Regions from separate parts of the Zea mays genome. Here region 2 is linked to region 1. The links are chromatin contacts, called in public Hi-C maps. All regions are on one chromosome and are shown on one strand. Each heading gives the region's core, a stretch centred on a gene start, on an enhancer-like site or on the middle of the called end of the contact. The rest is flanking DNA. Distances are from core to core; before and after follow the strand shown. Region 1 holds the start of LOC100279910 (Ankyrin protein kinase-like). Region 2 has its middle 80 kb from the start of LOC100274108.

What was found. A called contact is a pair of places that touch in the nucleus more often than the background predicts.
Region 2: a Hi-C map of tassel shows a contact between it and region 1, with 3 times the contacts expected there. The contact joins the enhancer-like site here to the promoter of LOC100279910 in region 1. A contact is called at or near these places in 3 of 25 Hi-C or Micro-C datasets (endosperm, leaf and tassel).

Annotation. Positions count from the first base shown.
Region 1 is chr7:117,617,470-117,624,396 of Zm-B73-REFERENCE-NAM-5.0, forward strand. LOC100279910 (Ankyrin protein kinase-like) reads left to right here and starts at 3,308. Exons shown (of 7, transcript NM_001158998.2): 1 at 3,308-3,460; 2 at 3,701-4,364; 3 at 4,467-4,677; 4 at 4,817-5,111; 5 at 5,216-5,605; 6 at 5,697-5,774; 7 at 5,859-6,566. The coding sequence starts at 3,720. The coding sequence ends at 6,087.
Region 2 is chr7:117,721,843-117,728,769 of Zm-B73-REFERENCE-NAM-5.0, forward strand. No RefSeq gene overlaps it. Among protein-coding and RNA genes, the nearest start is that of LOC100274108, 80 kb to the right of the region's middle. Within about 2 kb of position 3,144, at least 19 of the 20 cell types and tissues checked have an H3K27ac peak or open chromatin away from gene starts, as enhancers often do. A contact at or near this core is called in endosperm, leaf and tassel, where this site is marked.

The DNA of each region.
Region 1 (6,927 bases), core at 2,058-4,557:
GCTACCTTCTGGTGAACCATCATCGATCACTTGTTGCAACTGCGCACTAACCTCAACACGCACAGGGTCGGTCTCAGTAGAGGTGACGGACTTGTTAGTGGTCCTTGAACGCGACTCAAAAGCCTCCACAAGGCGTTTCATGTACTCTTCCCTCGAATCCTTTTTCCTCTTTGGTTTAGGAGAATCATGACGCACCTTACGCTTCCCAGTCGCATTTGAGCAAGGGTCAGGTGTGCTGTTTTCACCCCCACCTAAAGTGGCTTCCAAATGATCGTCAGATGATGAATTAGCATCCTCGACGCCTGGAACAAGGGTTCTTTCATTTGTGCAGACAATGGGTCCAAACATAATATTTAGCTCGTCCTCATTCTCTAGGGGGCTGTTTTGAACATAATACAACCTGGCATTGCCTGCACCAACATGGTAGTTCCTATTTTCAGATGGCCAATACTATTGTTAGTCTAAAAAAACGTACTTACTTCATTTTGCTTGGCCCACCACTCATCTGGCGCACTGATTGAATCAGTATGAGGGTCTCGACCAAGACCTGTAGCCCTTTCATTAAGAGTTTTCCACTGGGTGAACATTCTCTTTAAGGAGTCCCACCTATTCTTCATTTGATCTCTGGTGTAAGTGTGACCTGTGCGTTCCTTAAACTTCCTTATGAGGTTAGCATACCCTTCGGCATTAAGAAATTGTTGTGGCCTGTTCCGTGCATTGACCTCTTCTACACAAATTTCTGTGTAAATTTTTGTTGCTCTACTATCCCACTTTGCAATGACTTTGCCAGACTTGTCCATCTAGTGGAAAACAAGTGTACACGATATGAAAATACGTATTGAAGTGCTTTTACTAACCAAACAAAGTGACCACTTAACTGACCATATAATAACATAAGGTAGTACCATAAGGAGTCACATTCGGTTTGACATAATTACATATACAGACTTAAGGAAGTCATGTGCTGGTAGACACAAAAGCACAGAGAACACTTTACAAGTGCGCAGTAAGCAAAAGGCTGATATATCCCTGTTACCCTAACACCTGTCAGCTAGGTTCAGCATGTTCTAACTTAAACCTCATTGTCACTAAACGAAGGCATCTGATCGGAGTCATATTCAACACCCCAGAAGTTTTCGAAGTGCTCTGCAAAGTCCCAGTCTGGACTCTGGAGTAAGGTCGTCGTCAGCAGGGGGTGGTGAGGACAAGGTAGAAGGTTCGTAGTTGCTGTCACCCGGGTTGTTTACGTTGTTCACGATGTCCAAATTCTCTTGCAACACCAGAGAGTCTTGCTCCAGCATGCAAGCTATGTCCTCCAATGCTACACGAAGTTTTGTAGCGTCAAATGAGGTCAACCCGCGACCAGGACGGATTGTTTCCCTCGCTACCGAAAAATCTTGTCCGCAATCTCTTGCATCCTTCCAATTGCCTTGTCGGCTATGGAGTCTGCTGAATCCATCTGATGTGGATTTATTAGGTCGTTAGTATACCAGACATGGGGACTATCTACAAAAATTTGGCGTAGTCACATGTCCTGTGCCTAGGCTGCTAACAAAGTAGGGGACAAGTACCACAATTTACTAGGCACGTGTGTACTAATAATAGTACTAACAGACTGTCGATGGATTACCCAAAAACGTGAACATATTTGGAACTCGATCTTCTAATACATACACAGGTAGTAACTAACAAATTATGAACTCAACCCTGAAAATAGAAAAGGTTGTGACAAACAAAGTAATAAAGACCCCGAGTACTCCATACAAACAACATGTACTAACTACCAAAGTATCAACTAATACAAGCAGAGGAACCTTCACGACGAGAAGCAGCGGCGCCGGTGTGGGTGCGGTAACCCTAGCGATAGTAAATGGGTCAACCAAAGTCCGTGGCGGCGGCGGTGAATGAGAGGGTCCGGATGGAGGAGAGAGCCCGTACCTTCGAAGACGAAGAAGACAGGGGGAGAGGTTCCTTCGCGGCGGGGCTGCGGCGAAGAGGTTGCGCGAACCCTAGAAATGACGGGAATGAGACGCCGCTGAGGGAAACAGACGGTTGGGATGGAGGAGTTCGCGGATGGAGGTCGACCGTACCTGCGAAGACGACAGCTGTGGCGCGTTGGGTGCGCGGCGGCGGCGCGTTGGGTGCGCTGCGGCGGCGCGTGCTTGGCGAGTACCCTAACCCAACGCGAAGTGGACAGACTTCTATCCGAAGCCAAGTGAAGGCCGCTTCCAGCGGAGCGTGCGCGGGGGGCTTCTTACCGAAGCGCGTCGGTCAGAATCCGCGCCAAAAGCTGAGCGTTTGGTTCCAGCTTCTGCTTCTGGCGGCTAGAAGCCGACTAGAAGCTGAACCAAACAGGGGCCATATCAAATGACCTGACCAAATGTGTTCCCTTGTGTGTGTCGTCGTATGCATCTGTGGCTGGCTCAACTCACAGAGAGCGCGCGCCGAACAGGAAAGTATAAAAATATTCCAAATTGGCAAAACCACAGTATTGAAAACTCTCTCTAAAATAGTTTTTATCTAGAATACTAGACTATTAATGAATACTATATTATTTCTTAAAAACCATGAAAAAACTTCACTCCTAAACATGCCCTAACTTGTTGCGCATTTAGCTGGATGACTTATCAGCCATTATTAAAAAAAAATACAACAATCATGCTCTCTGTTTTATGGTTAGTCTTAACACATACTAGTTTATTAAAAATTAATGTGTATTAAATAAACACACACACACGACATAACAATAAAATGTGTGTGAGTTTTTTTTCCTCTACGGAAACATAAACTATCGTTGTCTCTCGTTTTTTACTAAATAAAAATATTCTATAAGTTAAGTTTTGTACACGTTTTTCGATACTTACATGTTAGGATACTTATTTTTTTGGTTTTTGTAAGTATATATGAGCTACTAGCAAATTAACTTTATTGTCGAATGTATCCTTATAATTGAAATCCGTGACGTTGTTAAATGCGATCTCGTACTCACGTGTTGGATTTAGGTGATGCTAAGCCTTTGACCGTAAATTTGGTCTCGTGGTAGATTTAGATTGAAAACATATAAGCGGGAATGGCGGGATGTAGAGGGGGTGTGACTCTGTGAGGTTCGATGAGATGACTTGTCTGACGAAAAAGTAGGAGACCAATTATTTTTTCGAACCGATATTACATACAGTATTAAATTAAATTTTATTATTAGTTAAAGTATAATTTCGTATTAGTCAATTGGTCATCAGACCGAATGTTTGTTATCGCTCGAATTTCGACAATAAAGATATAAAACCCCTCTACTGCGGTCGCTTAGCTTAACCCCTTCCTTTTGCTCTCCCGTTGCGCGCTTCTCCTCCTCCTCCTCACACCCCTCTCTTTCTGTCGGCGGCGACTGGGCGGCCGTCGCTGCCGTCCTACGCCAGCTGCCCAGGTCTTCCTCGCGCCCTTCGCCGGCGGCAACCACCGCCAGGTACGCCACCCCTCGGCCTTCCCTTCCTGGTTCCTGCTGTGCGAAACCGAGCACCCAAACGCTAACTTTACTACTGTGTTTGGATCTGATCTAACTACAAGTATATATGCATGTACATTAAGATTGTTTTTGCAGAGATCCGCCCCCCTGAACCGTAGCATTTTAATTCTATGCGCATTCCTAGTAAGCATTACTAAACAGCGCAAAAAAGTTCATGTTTTCGGCTGTCTAATTCCTCAGGGTAAGCCAGCCATCAGCCATGGCTTTGAAGGCGAGCTCCAGCGACAACCGGACCAGGAGCACGGTATCCCTGTGCATAGTGATTGGCATGTGCTGCTTCTTCTACATCCTCGGGGCGTGGCAGAAGAGCGGGTTCGGCAAGGGGGACAGCATCGCGCTGGAGGTCACCAAGCGCACCGACTGCACCGTCGTGCCGAACCTTAGCTTCGACACCCACCATTCTAAAGCCAGTGGCAACTCTAGCAGCCTGGTTTCTCCGTCGAAGAAGTTCAAGCCGTGCCCTGATCTCTACACGGACTACACCCCCTGCCAAGACCAGAACAGGGCGATGAAGTTCCCTAGGGAGAACATGAATTACAGAGAGCGGCATTGCCCGGCGCAGAAGGAGAAGCTGCACTGTTTGGTTCCACCCCCAAAAGGCTATGTGGCTCCGTTCCCGTGGCCGAAGAGCCGGGACTATGTCCCTTTCGCGAATTGCCCATATAAGAGCTTGACAGTCGAGAAAGCCATCCAGAACTGGGTCCAATATGAGGGTAATGTATTCAGATTCCCTGGTGGAGGGACGCAATTCCCGCAGGGAGCAGACAAGTATATTGATCAGCTTGCATCAGTCGTTCCGATCGCCAATGGAACTGTCAGGACTGCACTTGACACTGGGTGCGGGGTAAGAGGAAATGCCAAACTGCATATCGCTTGCTGCTAATTCGAGCTAGGTTACCAAATCTAGCTGACTAGCTCATGTCTTAACACACCATAACTATTTCAGGTGGCTAGCTGGGGAGCTTATTTGTTGAAGAGGAATGTCTTGGCCATGTCGTTTGCCCCGAGAGATTCACACGAGGCACAAGTGCAGTTTGCTCTGGAGAGAGGTGTCCCTGCTGTTATTGGCGTCCTTGGTACAATAAAACTTCCCTATCCATCGAGGGCCTTTGACATGGCCCATTGTTCCAGGTGCTTGATTCCATGGGGAGCAAATGGTAAGCTTAGTCACGCGTTCTCTTATACTATTCTTCATCAAAGCAAATGTTCTAAGGGACTATCATTAATACTTAGAGCATTCATTTATGTTTGGTGTAAGTTATTTTACAACCCGAAATAATGTTCACACCTTTGCAGATGGAATGTACATGATGGAAGTTGATAGGGTTCTAAGGCCTGGTGGCTACTGGGTGCTGTCTGGCCCTCCAATTAACTGGAAGGTGAACTACAAGGGCTGGCAACGCACAAAGAAGGATCTTGAGGCAGAGCAGAACAGAATAGAGGAAATTGCTGACCTTCTATGCTGGGAAAAAGTCTCAGAGAAGGGCGAGATGGCGATATGGAGGAAAAGGGTGAATACCGAGTCTTGCCCTTCTAGGCAAGAAGAATCAGCTGTGCAGATGTGTGAATCAACAAACCCAGATGATGTCTGGTATGCTATTCCTGTGATCTTGTTTCAGTCATTTGAACAGAGTGTTTTGGTTTGTATGGTTCTTTTCTGTTCCAAATTCTTACAAACTGCTGCTACTTCGTCAGGTACAAGAAGATGAAGGCCTGTGTGACACCCCTTCCAGATGTAAAAGATGAAAACGACGTAGCTGGAGGTGCAATCAAACCCTTCCCAGCCAGGCTCAACGCAGTTCCTCCAAGAATCGCTAATGGTTTGGTCCCAGGCGTTTCATCCCAGGCCTTCCAGAAAGACAATAAAATGTGGAAGAAGCATGTGAAGTCTTACAGCAGTGTGAACAAGTATCTGCTTACTGGTAGATACAGGAACATTATGGACATGAATGCACAGTACGGGGGATTCGCCGCAGCAATAGAGTCCCCGAAATCTTGGGTGATGAATGTTGTGCCGACCATCGCGAAGATGCCCACCCTGGGGGCTGTGTATGAGCGAGGATTGATCGGCATATATCATGACTGGTTTGACATTTCACGCTTTAATCGTGTGCTCAAAAAAGTAGTGTGCTAGTGACCATGAACTTACAGTGTTTTACACACTACTCTATTGCAGGTGTGAGGCTTTCTCTACTTATCCAAGGACGTATGATCTTATCCACGCTAGCGGTCTTTTCACCTTGTATAAAACCAAGTAAGCTACTCTTTGTCCTTTGTAGTGAATCCATAGCTTGCATTGCCTGTGCTGATCTGTTTTATCTACTGAAACTACCAACAGGTGCAGCATGGAAGATGTTCTCCTGGAGATGGACCGCATCTTGAGGCCCGAAGGCGCCGTCATAATACGGGACGACGTAGACGTCCTGACCAAGGTGAACAGCCTCGCTCTGGGTATGAGGTGGGACACGAAGATGGTTGATCACGAGGATGGCCCCCTCGTGCGCGAGAAGATCTTGTATGCCGTGAAGCAATACTGGGTTGGTGGTAAGCAGACGGCTGTAGCTTGAAGCAAGCACGTTTCATGAGGCTCTAACATGAGGAATTCTGCAACCAAACCTTACCCGACAAACAAGGATTAGCTTAAATGATCAACCCTTGTAGGGCTTGTTCGGTTACAACAATTCAGAAGCGGATTGGAGGGGATTAAATCCTTTTCTAGTTAAAAATGACTAGAAGAGGATTTAAACCTCACCAATCCCCTTATGGATTGGTGTAACCGAATATGCCCGTAGGGGGTAGCACTGAAGCAGCCAGGATACCGTGCTCGCTGGTGATCACTGCAACCACATAATCTTCTTTGGTCGTGTACTCTTTTCAAAAAGCTTGTATCTTTGGAAATTTCTTTACGGTCCTCGTACAGATTCGGGTGTAACGTATTAAGTAGACTAGCTTTATGTAAGCGAGAAATACATGTTTTCTTTGGACAACCCCAGGTCTATTTGTGTACTCCCGAATGATCCTGAAGAAAAGGGCTCCTTACGGCTCCACTGTTGCAACTTGAAATATGCTGGCGCCAGGCACAACTTCGAAGCCAGAATTTATTTGGGTGTCCGTGTACCTTTCTGTAAGCAAGAAAAGAAGTACAGATAAAAAAAAACAAACTTGCGCACCATGTGCGAACTATCATGCAGTCATGGAGCATTTTGTAAAGAACCACCAGAAGACAAGAGGCACAAAGATCATGGCAGCCACAGGGACAGGGGCATCGGACACGAATATGCATAGCAACGCTTCGACCCTCAGAGGATTTTCACCTAGATATAGAGGGTACTTCATCCTCTCTATTCTCTCCTCTCATTTATCCCTTCTATAAGCAGGATCACATGATACGGCATCACACACTAGAT
Region 2 (6,927 bases), core at 1,894-4,393, 100 kb after region 1:
GGCACAGTTAGGTTTTTGAAAGGGATTGGACGGAGCCTCACGTCACAAACTGTTGATTTGGCCGAGCACGAGGAGTCTGCAAAAAAGGCTGAGGCAACGGCCGCAAAGATAAAGAAGCCAACTAAGGCAGATTACAAAAACGTGCCTAAAAAATATGTGCCGGGAAGACCTCTGCTACCTCTTGACAAACTAAGAAAGGTCCCGGCTGGTGTTAAAAGGTTGCATGACTGGTACATGCGGGCATCATCGGTTGGCATCGACACAATCAGTGTGCATATACCAGACCATGCTTTTATTGGTTCGAACCAAAAGGCCGTTGTTACATTCGAGGACATGTGGTTAATGATGAACCTTCAGAGACTCGACGTGCAACTTGTAACGATGTTTGCATTGTAAGTGTCGCTCATACTTCCACATATGTGTGTTATTATTAGTGAGCTGTATAAAATTTCAATATCTGACATGCACGTGTGACTTGTAGAATGCAACATGATCAGCAGGAGATTCTTTACGGTACCAAGCCCAATGCTAGTGCCAGTAAAAGGGTTGGGTATCTCAACCCAATACTTATATCCGAGGAAAGCCACACTTTTAGAATCGGGAAAGACAACGATGAAATAAGGGGAAAGACGGACGAAGAAGTTGAGAAGCGTATAAAGGAAATGAAGAAGGATTTTGAAGCTCGATACGCCACATACATAGGACATGCAATGCTTCAATTTCAAGACAGGGAAGCCATAATGGCCCCGTACAACTTTAAGTAAGTGTGATTTTGCATAAATAAAATTAATAATTTCAATACACATGCATCACAAATTTGATTCGTACAGGGACCACTGGATATGCTTCCTCATTTATCCTAAGGTTGGAAAGGTGCTGGTGCTCGACTCCTTGAACTTCGACCCTTCGACATATGCAACATTCCTCAGCATCTTAGAGCTGTAAGCCTTTTCTATGCATGCATACTTTTATCGATTAAAATTTGAGAATAACATGGTGATTCTATTTGAGATCACAGTGCTTATAGATTCTATAAGATGAAAGGTGGAAAGTACGACCTGTCGAAAAAACTCGTGCCACTAGACATCCATCATCACTGGCCGGTAAGTATGTGATTTTATGAATACATATCATACACAATGTTGCAACTAAATAACCAATCTCCCGTTATGTAGTGCCACAAGCAACCACAAGGATCGGTCCTATGTGGATTCTATGCGTGCGAGTTCATGAGAGTGAACGGACGATACATCACGAACCCTGACAAGGTATTATTAGTAATAGTTAAGTATGTATTTATGTCATTAAAGATGCAAATGTGTTATTATTGAGTATAAATAGATAATGTTTATAAAATTCCTTTACAGCAATTTCAACGAGGAAACCCGGAGAACTTGACCGAAGCTGCATTGTATGGCATAGTCGAGGACCTCTGCACATTCATATTGAAAGAGGTCATTCCCGCAGAAGGAAAATATCACGATGCTTCCGGGACATTAGCTTTGCCAGAGTTCAGAATACTAACAGAAATTAGTAGATTATCTCTTAGCCGAGATAGTTATTAGAGCTTAGGTGAAAACTTATGATGTATAGAATGCATGAAGCATATATGGTTGTAAACAGAATACTTTGATGTATATAAATGTATGATAGAATTTAATTTCATGTTGCTTTCAATATCAATATAGATATATATATATATATGTTTGTGTGTGTGTAAATAAATATATATATAATTCAGTATTGTTTGAAATTTTGAAAAAAGGCGGGAAAACTTCCACTGGCGGTTTTATAAAGAAAACCGCCAGTGAAAAGTGCATTTACACTGGCGGTTCGTTAAGAAAACCGCCAGTGAAAATGCATTTCCACTGGCGGTTTTCTTTATTCAGCCGCCAGTGGAAATGCACTTTTCACTGGCGGTTCGTTAAGAAAACCGCCAGTGAAAATGAACTTTTCACTGGCGGTTCCAAAATAACCGCCAGTGGAAATGCTGATTTCCACTGACCCCTAGCACTGGCGGTACTGAAAAACGCCAGTGTAAATATGTTTAGAACCGCCACTATAGAGCTTCTGTGTACTAGTGTCACTGTTAGACATGAATTTGTTGCAACTCGTAAAAGTATGGTTGATAAGTCTAAATAAAACAACTGAATTTGAAGCATTTCTCCAAAAAGTTAGGAGAGATATAAGAATATGATAAATTTTGACTATTTAATATAATGCAATTTTAGGGTCGAATCTGGAATCTGTGTGTCAATTTGTTTTGTTGAAATTTATATCCTATAAAAACACATTTTGTATTTGAAAAGGAATATGTATCCTATTAGTACTCATTTCTTACTTTCTTAGCAGTATATTATCTTTAAATATTTTTATATATTTATTAGAATGTGCAAGAAGCCTGAGTATTGAACGATGTATCTGAAACAAGAATGGCATGCTAACCTCTCAAACATCTGATCTCTTAGATTGTTCCTACCACCTACTCAGGATAGCTGCTACGCCTATATTATTCTGATCCTGATTGTTGTATGTTTATTTAATAGCCCAATGGCTTCTAGTTGTTTTTTCACCGTTTCAGGCTCTTCGGCTAATCAAACTCTCGGGCATTTTTTTTACCTTGCGTCACCAAAGGATAGAGAGAGAGAGAGTCATCAGTGTGAGCTATGGTTTCTGATTTTGAATAACTAATTACTAATTACACTGAGTGGGGTCCACATCAACAACATCATCGGCTCAGCTATGCTACAATAATAATTGCTACCATACGAGATAAGAGATAAGGTTGTCTCAAGCAGATTGGATATATGGTTGTGGAAAATACTATCTTGCACTCTAAACTTAATTTAAAACATAAAATAGGATATAAGATATGATGAATAAATTGTTAGAGATAACCTAAGCATATACTCCCTCCGTTTCTTTTTATTAGTCGCTGGATAGTGCAAAATTACACTATTTAGCGACTAATAAAAAGAAACGGAGGAAGTATAAGAATAAAGGAAGAAAGTGGAATGGGACGAGGGCGAGAAGGAAATCATCCTGCGTGTTTGATTTCCGCTGCAGTTGTTGGGCCAGAAAGGATAGGCAAGCTTCGTGCGTGGCCAATCATAATGTGGGCTTTCTGGGCTCGGAGAAAGTACACGCTCGAGCCCGATCCAGTGCCGTGTATCATCCATCCTTCGAAAACGATGAAAGCCACCCTCGCCGTCACCGTGAAAAGCTCTCCAGACACGGCGAGGACACCTCCCTGCCGTTACCTGAGCTCATCACAGCTCATGCGCACTTCACCCAGGCTCTTGTCTCCCGCTTCACGCTTGACCCGCAGGCTCCCTCGCTGTCTCAGACCAGCCAAATCCACCGTGGGGTGGGACGGCGACGCCGACGCGTGCAACCTCTGGGTCGTTCACGTTCACAAACGCACCAGCGTCCCGGATGCAAGGCGAGCGACCAGTCGTGACCGTAACCCCTCTGACGCTGCAGCATGCTAATTTTGCGGTGACCTGGCCGACCTCACCGCCGCACGACGCTGAACGGCGCGGGGAGTTGCCAGCGCCCAGCGACGGCGGCCGGCCGTTTCTACCGGCCCCAGAGCGGCGGCTCAGGCCGGGAGAGGAGAGGAGGACTTCGCCGAGCGCGCGGGTCTTGGCACTTGACAGGCAGGCATCCGTAGTGCGTGGTCGCGACGGGTGGTGACACTGATGTGCCTTCGTACTGACCAAGTGGTGGACGCCGCTGATCGCTGAGATTTTAATGGCATGATTAGGACCCTAGCAGTGGGCCTAAACTTGAAATCTTGCCTAGATGGACTGATCGGTGTCCGGTGTCAATAGCAGGGGTTATTCTGGCTGTCGATTGATCCTCCAGCACCACACGCAAGGCCAACCGGAGTGAACACAAGCAAGCACTGGACTGAACACGGGCTGGAGCAATTCCATCATCTCTTGAATGCCGAGTCTACAGAGTTGATTGGCTACCCATCATATAGCCACAGAAATAAACAAGGAAGCAACTCGGTCTTTGTTGCCGATACTCGACCTAGCTACGTCTAAAAGTTTGGGCGGGGCCACACGAAAATACAGAGTCTAAAGCACGGTTCAGCGCGAAGGTAAATGTAAATGGGTCGTGGACTCGTGGTGTAATTTAAACTTAGGCAAGTGAGGCATGGATTAGAAAACTAACGTTTAGATGGTTATTTTGTACTTCAATATTCTTTTATCTCTTCACAAAAGTTACAGAAAACATTAATTTCTCTTTCTCCTATGATTTTTTAGTCTATAGCAAAGTTATAAATATTTTGAAGATATATTTTTTTAGATATATACAAGTTTTTTTTCCGGCAAGACATGATCATTGGCCCGTTGTGCTTTGAGCCGGACCGGGTCTAGCTTTTAGTATCTGCACACGGCACGGTCTAGCCTAAAATTATTTCATGTCGTGTTGGTATAGAAAAAAATAACCAAAGCATTATGGGCGCGGGCCATACCAGCCCTGCACGGCCCAACTTTCAGCTCTAAACCTAGCTAGGAAAAAAACTGTTTGCAAGTGTCAAAGAATTACACACTTCAAAGATTAAGTTAACTCCAACTAGTAAAAAAATTAGAGATAGAACACACATAGCGAAAAACATCAAATCCATATAGAATATCAAATCTACATTAAACGTGAAAGAGAAACTCGTCATTATTTGGGATCGCTCTAGCGTAATCGACGATAAGATCGAGAACGAAGGCTTGATAAGGCCACAGAACGTTGCAGCGTAGATCAACTCAACGAATAGTCACGTGATCGATGCATCACGCCAACGTCACTGATAGTGGAAGCATAAGGTCGATCAACCTAGTAGATCGGTTTTTCTCTTGTGTTCAGGAGCATATGATGTCTCCCTCTATAAGTAAGTGAGCTCAACATATATAACCACATACAAAAAAAGGAAGAAACCCGACTCGTCCACGATTTCCATGATCAGATTGATTCAAGATATAGTGGAAATCAAAATGTAAATTAGTAAAAAAAAACAGGCACCAGAAAATCACCAGCCACTACATCATAAGTCACGCGGATATACACACAAAAAATACGTGAAAAGTTTTATCTCTTGTGGCTCGATACAAAGAGCGCAAGAAACAGAATATTTAAGTTGCCTATTTTCCTCTTTACTATGCAGCAAACGATATACCATGCAGAATGTATCTTTAACATTTACTCTAAAGTAATTGAATTAGAAAGTGATATTGTTTGCATTCAGGAAACTAAACGTGAGTACTTTGATGCTGCATATATTCACAATTTTTGCCCTCATGGGTTTGAGTATTTTTGGTTTACACCTTCTATTGGTGCTTCAGGGGGGGCCTTTATCACAGTTTGGAAAAAGGCGGTCTTTTCTGGAGTATTGATTCATGAAAATGAATTTGGGCATATTGTGCAATTATGTTTCAAGCTTTCTAATCAAACATGGTGGCTCACAAATATTTATGCACCTTACACACCTAATGGCCGAGAATCTTTTCTTCAATGGTTTTCTAATATATCAATGCCATCAGAAATGCCATGGTTATTCTTAGGATATTTTAACTTAATCAGGTCACCAGATAACATAAATAAGTTGGGCGCTAACACTCAACTCATGATGAGTTTCAATGCAACTATTAGTCAGTTAGGTGTGCAAGAAATTCCCCTCAAGGGTCAAGCGAACTTAGAAAAACTTGGTTGGTGCTTTGTCTCCTAGGCCTGGTCGGACTGTTTCCTAGGGACAACTGCATTAACCCTTGCTAGAGATATTTCTGATCATGTTTCGTGGGCTGTTTCAGTTAAAACAAATATTCCAAGACCGCAACTGTTTTGGATTGAAAACTACTAGCTTCAACTAGCAGACTTCAAGTCAGTTTTTAAGAACTCCTGGCAGCAACCGATTTATCAACCTGATCCAGTGCGAAGGCTTATGGCAAAGTTCAAAAAAATCCAGAAATGTCATTAAGATATGACATAAGCAATTGCCAAAATTTAAGGATCTCATCGATAACACTAAACTCATAATTCAACTTGTTGACTTCATTGAGGAATGTAGGGATCTCACAGTGCAAGAATGGAATTTCAGATTAGCTCTAAATGATAAACTCCTGTCTCTCTTGATCCAAGAGAAGTCTTATTGGAAACAAAGGGGCTGATTAAGTGGGCGACATGTGGGGATGTTGGGACTAAGTTCTTCCATGCTAATGCAACAATTAGGCATAGACAAAATGCAATTGCTTTCTGTGATGACCCGTGGCCGAGGGTAGCAGATCTACTCCGACGTGAGCTCTCCTTGCTACGGACGAGGCCACCACGGTGACAACCGAGGAAGAACTCTCCAGGTAAGCAAGACTCAGGAATGATTCGAATCTCTGGATTTCTATTATTCAATTCATAACTGTCTTCTCAACCACCAGATCTAGTATTTATAGAAGTCTATCTTCCTATTACAAGCCTATTAACAGGCCATTAAGCAGACTAACAGGCCGCACACAGGCCCATCTCACAGATCTAAGAATACCAAGACTACTACTAGGCGATAATGCAACTTCACATACCTAGGCATCTGACATCTTCCCCTCGCTTAGAGTTTGATTGTCCCAATCAAAATCAGCAAAAAATCTGGTCTTGAGCACATCATAATACTCCCAAGTAGTCACTTCATCAGTAAAATGTGACCACAACACCTTCACCTGAACCACTGGATGATTTCCTCTACGCACCAATCGTCGTTCCAAAATCTTCAATGGTTTCACATCAGCACCAGATAGATCCACCATCTGAGATAAATCTGAATACATAGGAGTAGTGGAAGAAGTAAAAGCCTTCAGTTGTGAAACATGGAATATTGGATGAATCTGAGAAGAAGATGGAAGCTCCAACTCATATGCCACCAAGCCAATCTTTTGAAGAATT